Regions from separate parts of the Rattus norvegicus genome. Here region 2 is linked to region 1. A link is a contact called in public Hi-C data. All regions are on one chromosome and are shown on one strand. Each heading gives the region's core, a stretch centred on a gene start, on an enhancer-like site or on the middle of the called end of the contact. The rest is flanking DNA. Distances are from core to core; before and after follow the strand shown.

Region 1 (4,598 bases), core at 1,228-3,727:
TTTCTGCCTTAAAAGGACATCTCCAGGTCAGAATTTGCCAACCTACCTCATTTCCGGCGTTGCACTGAAGGGCTAGTCCATGCCTCAGCTAGCCAATCTCCTAGGAAGACGAGGAAAGGCTTTTCTACCAACAGCAAACAACAGGGCTGTGATATGCTCAGTAAAGGCACTTACCGCCAACCCTGAATTTCGATCTCTGGGTCCAATATGGTGGAAGGAGAGAAACAACACGCTCAAGTCTTCCTCCATACACTGGCCAGGGCACATGAACTCCTCACCCCTGACACAAATAATACACAAGCTACAGGATTCCTAGCTCGGACTACAGTCTGGGTTACTCTCCCACTCCCAAGAGCCTCTTCCATTTAACCCTGTGAAGACAGAGCGTTGGGAGGGTGCTACAAAGAGCTCCTCCACCCTGCGGTGCCACAGATGGCCAGAATGCCTCTGATCCAAATGTCCTCTTAAAAGTCGCTACTGTAAGTCAAGGATTCCAGTCTCCTGTGCGGACTAGCCTGTCACCCTGGTGGATTCTTCGGCTGCTAGCTCAGAAATGGGAGAGGAAAATGTTCCAGCCCCAGACGGGGGCTTGGTTTTAAGTGTCAGAAAAGCAAAGAACACCTGCGTTCGTAGGCTGTGGAACCTGGCCCCAGAGATGGAATCTTAGGCAATACAGAGAAATGATCGCAAGTATTGAGGACTCAGAATCCGATCTGGTCCAGCCTTTACTGGCTGTGGCTTTGGATAAGTTCCTACTTAGCTCCAGCCACTGAAACTTATAGGCTGCTGAAGGACCCAGTGAGCTAGCCGGCAGGCACTTAGGAGACCTAGAAGGCTTTGTAAATGTCTGCTAGTGTCATTTCTCTCGTTTCTTTTTCTTCCTTCCTCCCCCATTTCTTCTTTCTTTCCTTCCTTCCTCCCTTCCTTCCTTTTCTGGTACTAGGAGCTGAACCTAGGGCTTTGCAAATGCTAAGTGAAACTTCTATCACACAACTCTATCTCCCTGCCTTTATTACCACTTTATATTTATTCTTATTTTACAACAGGGTCTCCCTAAGTTGTTCATGTTGGCCTTGACATCATTATATAGCCCAGGCTACCTCGAACTTATGATCCTCCTGCCTCTGCTTCTTAAGTAGCTGGGACTGCAAGTGGGCACCACGCCATTCCTGTCAACAAAAAACAATCCTGGTTGGATAAGGGATCTGCTGTCATGCAACCACGAGCGATCTCCATGGGAAAAGTAGTAGCTATTTCCGAACCCCAGGATTAGAGTTTGGTTTTCATTTTTACATAGTCTAAGAGGTTTCCCACAAGAGGATCAATTGCTTTCATAGTTAGGAAGCTTGCTTTTTCTTCAGGAGGCATCTTCAGACACATCCACGTTGAAAGGGGAGCAGCAGTAGCATTGCTGGATTTGGTCACTCCAGCCTGAACCCTTCCCCCAGGCGGCTGCTCCCCCTCTGCTCATCAGGACAGGTTCCCATGAAGCTACTCAGGACCTACTGCAGAAGCTGACAGTGCTTTGCTGATCATGATGAACTCTTAATGTGCCTCACCAGGAACAAGGACAAAAGACTGAATTCCCAACAGTAACTCTTTTTTTTTTTTCTTCAACACCTGCACAGTGGAGGGAGCCATTGAATAAGCAGCAATTAAAAATGATTTCCTGGTGACTCTGAAATCCAAACCTGTTGACTCAGTCAGCCCCACTTCACTCCATTCAAATCCACAGACGGTGATAGAGAAAGTCCTTACCTGTTTGGATGAGACCCAGGTGAATGGTACACACAGATGAGCAAACCTGTCAGTTGGCAGAGTGGAGCAGGCTGTGGGATTTAAATATCAGGAAGGTTTTAAGAAAACTTGGGGTCAGGAGAAGTCCCTGGCCAGGGAGGCTGCTTCTTTATTAAGGGGAACAAAACAAAACAACAACAACAAAAAATACAAAAAAACCCACCAGAGACCGCCAAGGATTAGACAAGTCTGACCTGCTCACCCTGGCTGAAGGAGAGAAAAACAAATGTCTTTTTGAGTTCAGAGGGCACTGTCCTGGGAAAAGGCAATGATTAGCATTTACATCTGAGCCCAGGTTTGTAACAAAGAAATTGCTTCATAATTTAAAAATTATTCATTCCCACCCTACGGCCCGGTCTCATCCCAGGAAGTAATAAGTCAGCTGTATCCAATGAGGGGGAAAAGATAATAAATAAAAGAGTAGCAATTAATTGTGCATCTCAACGGAAGGGACCTGGGCTGCTGGCTCACGCACCATGGGTGGCTTGTCAAGTTTAGCTCCATTATGACTGTCCGTGTTTCAAATGATGTCTGTGCTCACAGCTCAGTGAGTGCTGGAACCACAGGCCCTCCATATAGAAAAGCGCCTAAACTTAGCATAGATTGTAATAGGATTCTATCATTTGTACAGTGCGAGGCAAAGCGCTGGAAATGGCAGTTTAATGAGTCATGCAGAGTGGCTTAGTGCTCAGTCACCGATTCTATTATTTCTCCTTCAAAGGCCACTGGAAGCAGCGTGACAGAGCTGTTTTCTAGATGCTTTACTCTGTGTGTGTGTGTGTGTGTGTGTGTGTGTGTGTGTGTGTGGTAATTCTTGCCTGTCTCCTTGCTATTTAAAGAAACAAAGACCCTTCTTTTTGGCTTCCACATGCGGTAGGCATGTATGTGGTGCCCTGATATACATGCAGGTAAAATACCCCTACATATAAAACAATAAGATAAAATTAAATGAAATAAAAAGAAAAAAGCATCCCGGAACCAAAAAACTGCAGGTCTTCTGGCAAACCAGATAGTTACCAGATCCACAACAACAACAACAAAAAAAACAAAAACAAAAAAAAACCAAAAACAAAACAACAAAAACAAAAACAAACAAACAAAACCAAAACCAAGAAGACGCTTGAAATTTGTGGCCCATTGAACCTGAACTTTCCTGGGCTCTTCTGGCTTGGTCGGATTTGGAAACAGGTGCAGGTAAGAGCCCTTGATGAAATGTGGTAAGAATTTGCTGCTTCTCAACCTTGTCCTTGGCCGTAGACCCCTGAAGGTGCCCTCAGCAGCCCTAACAGGCAAAGGTTTCTCTGCTTGAACGGCAAATCTAATTTGAACAGGGCACTAATTCTTCTGTTTGCCGCCCTCCATGTTTTCAGCTCCAGGCCGTAATTTCACCTGCCAACCCAGGTAAATAGTCTTTAATCGCACAAAGGCTTCGAAAGGTTAGCCTGGCCTTGATTTTGTGCTGAGATTCTGTACTCTCACCACAGAGCGAAACCGAGAGTCAGTCACCCCAAAGGGTCACCTCCTTGTTGTATTCTTGGGAGAGAAGGCTGGTTATGCCCACTTAACAAATTCAACCCTTTCAAACCTGCCCTGTCCTCTCTCTTCATGAGAACAAACCAAAGGAAACAAGAATGTCTTGTTTGTCAATCACTTCCGACCTCCCTTCATAGCCCCTGTGAGGTCTGGTAGGTGGGATCAGGGAAAAGAAGAGACAAGTTTGGAGAGGAGAATTTGCAGCTGAATGTGAATGTGACTTTCCCCGACATTTAAAGGCATAGCACTCAAGGAAGAAAAGAGACAAAATTCAAAATGATGGGGACACAGAAGCTTGACAAGGAGATGATACAACCTCTACCAACAGAAACAGGAGGAAGGATCCTTTAAGGACATTCCATGCCATAGCAAGTTTTCTCTGACCATGCTCTCGTTGTACAAGGCTATGCATGAAGGATCCCAGAAGCTTCAATAAGCTGCCGTCTGTGCCGGCTAGTTTTATGTCAACTTGACGCAAGCTAGAGTCATCAGAGAAGAGGGAGCCTCAATTGTGAAAATTCCTCCATATGCTCTGGCTGCAGGTGAGCTTGTAGGGCTCACCTTAATTAGTGATTGATGGGGGAGGAGCAAGCCCATTGTGGGTGGGTCCCTGGGCTGGTGGTTCTGGGTTGTACAAGAAGGCAGGCTGAGCAAGACATAAGGAGCAAGGCAGAAACAGCATCCCTCCATGGCCTCAGCACCAGCTCTGGACTCCAGGCTCCAGCCCTGTTTGAGTTCCTGCCTTGGTTTCCCTCAATGGACTATGCAGTCAAACAAACCCTTCCTCTGCAGGCTGCCATTGGTGTTTCATCACAGCCAATAGTAACCCTAGCTAGGACAACTTTGTAATCTGAACGTTGGCAGTGTGTGCACTCAGTGTGTGTATGTTGTGTATTTGTGGGATGCATGAGGATTCTCCCACATGTTCCAAAAGCACAAAGCATGATTAGTCCTAATCTACTAACAAGGTCACAGCTTATTAGACTGTGGATCCAATGGCTGAATGGTGGGGGGGGTCAGGAGAGATTTGACAACATGACAGGCTTCTAAATGCAAAACAACCTAAAAGTAACTCAAAGTCAAGTATGCAACGAATCTGAGGCATTTCGGGAAGTTACCAGCCCTGCTCTTTTACACACTTCACTGCAGCCTTGGTTCAGAGCACAGACAGCATATGCACTTTGCACTGAATATGCCACCATGCCAGTGAGCGTTTTTCCACACACCCAGGCTCAGACTCCAGGATAGGTTACTGTCCTCTAGAGCTC
Region 2 (4,598 bases), core at 1,305-3,804, 160 kb after region 1:
GCTGCTTGACTCTGAGCACACCAGGAAGGGATTACCCTAACTGTTCTCTTGCCTTACAGATTTGACTGAAGACCGACTTGGGGACAGCAGTTCAGCAGACAATGCTGCGGAGTCCTTCAGTGACAAAGACACCGACCAGAGGAGCTCCCCAGATGTGGTCAAAAGCAAGAACTGCTTCACTCCGGAGAGCCCCGAGATCGTGTCCGTGGATGAAGGTGGGTACGCCGTGCAGAAAAACGGGGGCAACCCGGAGAGCTGCCCTGACAGCCCCAAGTACCACGCTGAGCAGAGCCATCTCCTGATCGAGGGCCCGTCAGGGACCGTCTCTCTGCCCTTCAGCTTGAAAGCCAACCGGCCACCCCTGGAAGTGTTGAAGAAAATCTTTCCCAACCAGAAGCCCACTGTACTGGAGCTCATCCTGAAAGGCTGCGGGGGCGACCTGGTCAGTGCCGTGGAGGTCCTGCTGTCCAGTCGGTCCTCCGCGGCTGGGGCGGAGCGGACGGCCGAAGAGAGCCTGGTGCTGCCCTCCAGCGGCCATATCTTTGAACACACGCTGGGCTCCTACCCTATCTCTTCCTCCAAGTGGTCCGTGGGCTCTGCCTTCCGAGTCCCTGACACCTTACGCTTTTCCGCGGACTCCAGCAACGTGGTCCCCAACCCCTTGGCCGTGCCCCTGCAACATCCTTTCCCCCAGCCACCCCGGTATCCGCTGATGCTGAGGAATACTTTGGCCAGAAACCAGTCGAGCCCCTTTTTGCCCAATGACGTCACCCTGTGGAATACCATGACACTGCAGCAGCAGTACCAGCTGAGGTCCCAGTATGTCAGTCCATTTCCCAGTAACTCCACTAGCGTCTTCCGGAGCTCGCCCGTGCTCTCCTCTCGCACCACAGAAGACCCTCGGATCTCTATCCCCGACGATGGGTGTCCAATCGTGGCAAAGCAGTCCATTTACACAGAGGATGACTATGATGAGAGGTCCGACTCCTCGGATTCTAGAATACTCAACACGTCATCCTAAAGTGTACCTGTGGGTGGTGACTGGGTGACATTTTGTGTGTGCTGGACCTCTCCCCCCCGCCCCCGCCCCAGGGAGAGTCCACTAATACTGTATACTCTTTCTTCCTGTTTGACAAAGTGACTGTGCTTGGTAGTCTTATACATTAGCAATAAAAACATAACTTATTTAATTTCCTGCACTTCACTGGAAAATGCCAAATAGCTCTGCTCTGTGGATTTAGTGCTGAATGTTGTAAATGAGTTTAAAGCTGAGGACTGCCTGGGGAGGCCGGGCCAGTGGGGGATTTAATTGGGGGTGGGGGTCAGCTTTACTCCTAAGTTCAACCTGGAATGTTCCGTGAAATAGTATACTTGAATGCCATTTTGTAAAAGAGGATTCCTCAGGATACCGGAAACCTTAGGGAGTGGCTCTATTGCCAGCCGACAAAGAGTAGGGACACTCATGTTACTCCCGTTCTAAAGAGAGACTGCACTCAGGCTAGCTCGGACGGCACAGGCTCATATTTAAGCTCGGACAGTTTTCAGAGACAAACTCCATTAAGAATCATTCTTTTCACGTGGCCGAATCGAAACATGTGTAATGTCAGTATAAAGCCAACCCCAGCTGTGAACTGCATGAAACGTGTCGCCGCGGAAACGAACACAAGATTAAGCTTTGTCAGGTTAATGTAGCATGCTAAGTAAGGACTCTAGAAAAATAAACTAAGGACATGATCTTGGTTGATGTCTTCTCTGCTTGATGGAAGGAAGATCTCCCTACTAATGCCTGGGTCCAAAACCGAGATACCGTTCAATGGGGACATGTCTTAAACTGGGCATTTCCTGTACTGGCGGGGCCTGGGTTCGGCAGGTGTGGTCTCTGGTTCACTCCCTCGCACTCCAAACTGAACACTGGCAGCAAAACACAGTGAAAATGGGAAACTACTAACAGGATACAACTGAATGAGAGAAAGAAGCAAAGTGTGTCCAGTAGAGACCTGACACGAAACCCATTGGGTACATGAAGTGTGTGAACACTGTCGCCCTGGCAGTCCAGCAGTCTAAGCGTCACATTCAGAATATAGGCGTCAGTTCCCCATTTCCATTTGGATGACTCTAGTATAAGGCAAAGCATTCGGGGCTTCCCCCACTCCCATTCCCCACCCCCGCCCTGCTTCTCTGGGAAAGCATTCTTGGGCTGGCCATACTATAACTTACTGTTCCTGTTCTCCGGAATGCTTGAGAGGGGGTGATGACTGCTTAGGTGAGACCATCACACCTTATGAATCTAAAAGGGAAAGAGAACAGTCAGAACAGAAGGGCGTCCACATGAGGAGATGTAGGGAGCACCCCTCAACAAGTGTCAGCTTTGAGGGGCTCTTGTGTGGTGGGAGAAGGATCACAGCTCACCCTGAGACTCCTTCAAGCCCAGAATGGCTCTGGAGGAAGGGTCTTATTCAAAAGAAGAATCTCATCTTTGTTTCCGCACGGTGCCTCTGGGATGGGCAATCTTGAGAAAGATTTCTTTGTGATGCTTGGACTATTAATGTATTTTGCGTGGACATAGTTAACATACCAGAGTGCTTGGAAGTAAATACCATTTTGGTGTTGAGGCTCTGTGTAAACGTTGGTGCTTCCAGAAAAGCGAAAGAGAATAACTTGCCCTTTGAACTTAAAGATGTGACATGGCCCTGGTGTCTAGTGTCTGAGTCCACCCAGGGCAAATGCATTTTAAAAGACATTTGAATTCTCCTGGTTTTCCTACCTTTGTTTAACAAGTGGTGTCGATGATATGTTTGAACCAAGCTGTTACGAAGTCTGCCTATAGATGTTACTTCAGGGTGAATGGTCCCCAAAGGACCGAGAATTGGTTGACATGGGTCATCAATGTCTTAGACTTCTTATGGAGGACGGCAAAACAGAAATATCCGTGAGACAGTTTACTTGTGTGCTGGTGAGGGTCTGGTCCCTCCCCACACCCTATGTTACCTTTCGAAGAAAGAAATATTTTGGTGAGATAAGAGAGGGCTGGGCTCTTGAGTGAGAGTGGGTTCCTAGGTTCCTATATCCGGTTCCCTCTGCATTCCTAGTAGTCAAGCCCCTCTGGTTAAAGAGGTACAACTTCTCAGATTCTGACCCAAGATCATCCTGTTATATCACATAGAGCTCAAGTGAGCTGGGTATACCTGACCATAAGTACTCAGCGTCTCTTCCCCATGCAGGTAAACATCTGGATATTGTGGTCAGGGGGAAATCACCTCTTCCAGAAGAATTCCAACCATCACATAGCAACTGGGTGCTTGGCTGTGGACTTGGCGATATTCACTCTTTGACCTGGAAGCTCGTCCGGTCTGATTAGAAGTTGATTCACATTGAACTTCAGTCTCTCTGTTCCCTTCTGGTGAGGTTCTGTCTACTCCCAATTTTAGTTAAATGCTTCTTTCATCTAATTTGTCGAGAACCTGTTAGTTGTTCTGTAATCCTTCTGTCTCAAAGTGGTTTGTGCATCCTGGGGCTACATTTCCAAGGCAAATTCCTGAACAGATCTTGCCATGAAGTCAGAATCTCTGGCCTCCGGGACAGTACACATGATTGCCCTCTCGAGGTAATTTGTGAATTCACTAGATTAGAGAACGGTTTCTCTCTCTCTCCCATGGTGCTTTTCTTCTCAGACCTGTGCTGAGTGAAAGAATCGAGGGTTATAAACTCTTAAACTGAAATTCTCAGTCTACCTTTACCTGGTAAGGTAAACCTCACTGGGTAAGCACCTGAGTGCATTCTCTAAGTCTCATACACACAGGGTTATTTACTAGGTGGGTATACACTTGGGTACACAGAGACAGAAATGTCTGTTTCTGGAAACTTCACATTAGTAAAACACCAGATAATAGTACAAATAGGTGGTCCCCCTTATGCCCAGGAGAAGGAACGTGCTGTGAAGCCTTCTAGTTATTCTACATTTCTAAGTTTACCAGTGACATTTGACAACGGTTTTTACCCTGCCGGTTTGGATTTTGGAAAAGCATCAGCAGTCTTCATAGTGGGGTGGAAGTAGTTTCATCAACTCATCAAGAGGCAAGGCATGCACGTGGTCCTAAATAAGAGGAGATGGCCAGGTAGACACCAGGCACGGGGCAGGAGTGGTTCCGGATGGAGGTTGGTAGGTTAACTAAAAGCTGTCTAATGAGTCATTTTGCATATTTACATTTTATGAGGAGAAACTGCAGTAGGAAAGAGTGGATGCAGCAGCCAGATATTCTAGGATTTGCTCCACAGAGACTCCCCTCTCAGGGTCCTCCTGCTTGCCCTGTAAATCGATCTGGACCAAGTCAGTGAAAGGGGAGCATCTTGGAAACATTTGTCGGGTGCCCACGAAACAGACTCTGACTGCGTTTGAACGAACGGATTTGAAAAATGAACTTGATCTCACTGCACACCGTCTCAGTGATTCATTCTTTCTATGTGCATTCACTCAGCAGAAGGCAGTCGGGGAGAAGATGGATGCTAGATTTATATGTTAATTTTAATATTGAAGCGATCCTAGGTTTGAAGAATAAGATCAATGCTTCAATTTCATTTCTTATGTGATACTGAAAGTT

Evidence for each region. A called contact is a pair of places that touch in the nucleus more often than the background predicts.
Region 2: a contact with region 1 is called in a Hi-C map of the A7r5 cell line, with 4 times the contacts expected there. The contact joins two enhancer-like sites. A contact is called at or near these places in 9 of 12 Hi-C or Micro-C datasets (the A7r5 cell line, the Rat2 cell line, Schwann cells and 5 more).

The regions. Positions count from the first base shown.
Region 1 is chr1:232,525,209-232,529,806 of GRCr8, forward strand. No RefSeq gene overlaps it. Among named protein-coding and RNA genes, the nearest start is that of Dmrt1, 42 kb to the right of the region's middle. Within about 2 kb of position 2,478, at least 6 of the 93 cell types and tissues checked have an H3K27ac peak or open chromatin away from gene starts, as enhancers often do. A contact at or near this core is called in the A7r5 cell line, where this site is marked.
Region 2 is chr1:232,687,102-232,691,699 of GRCr8, forward strand. It overlaps Dmrt3 (doublesex and mab-3 related transcription factor 3), which reads left to right. Exons shown (of 2, transcript NM_001106358.1): 2 at 60-1,732. The coding sequence ends at 1,021. Among named protein-coding and RNA genes, the nearest start is that of Dmrt3, 14 kb to the left of the region's middle. Within about 2 kb of position 2,555, at least 2 of the 93 cell types and tissues checked have an H3K27ac peak or open chromatin away from gene starts, as enhancers often do. A contact at or near this core is called in the A7r5 cell line, where this site is marked.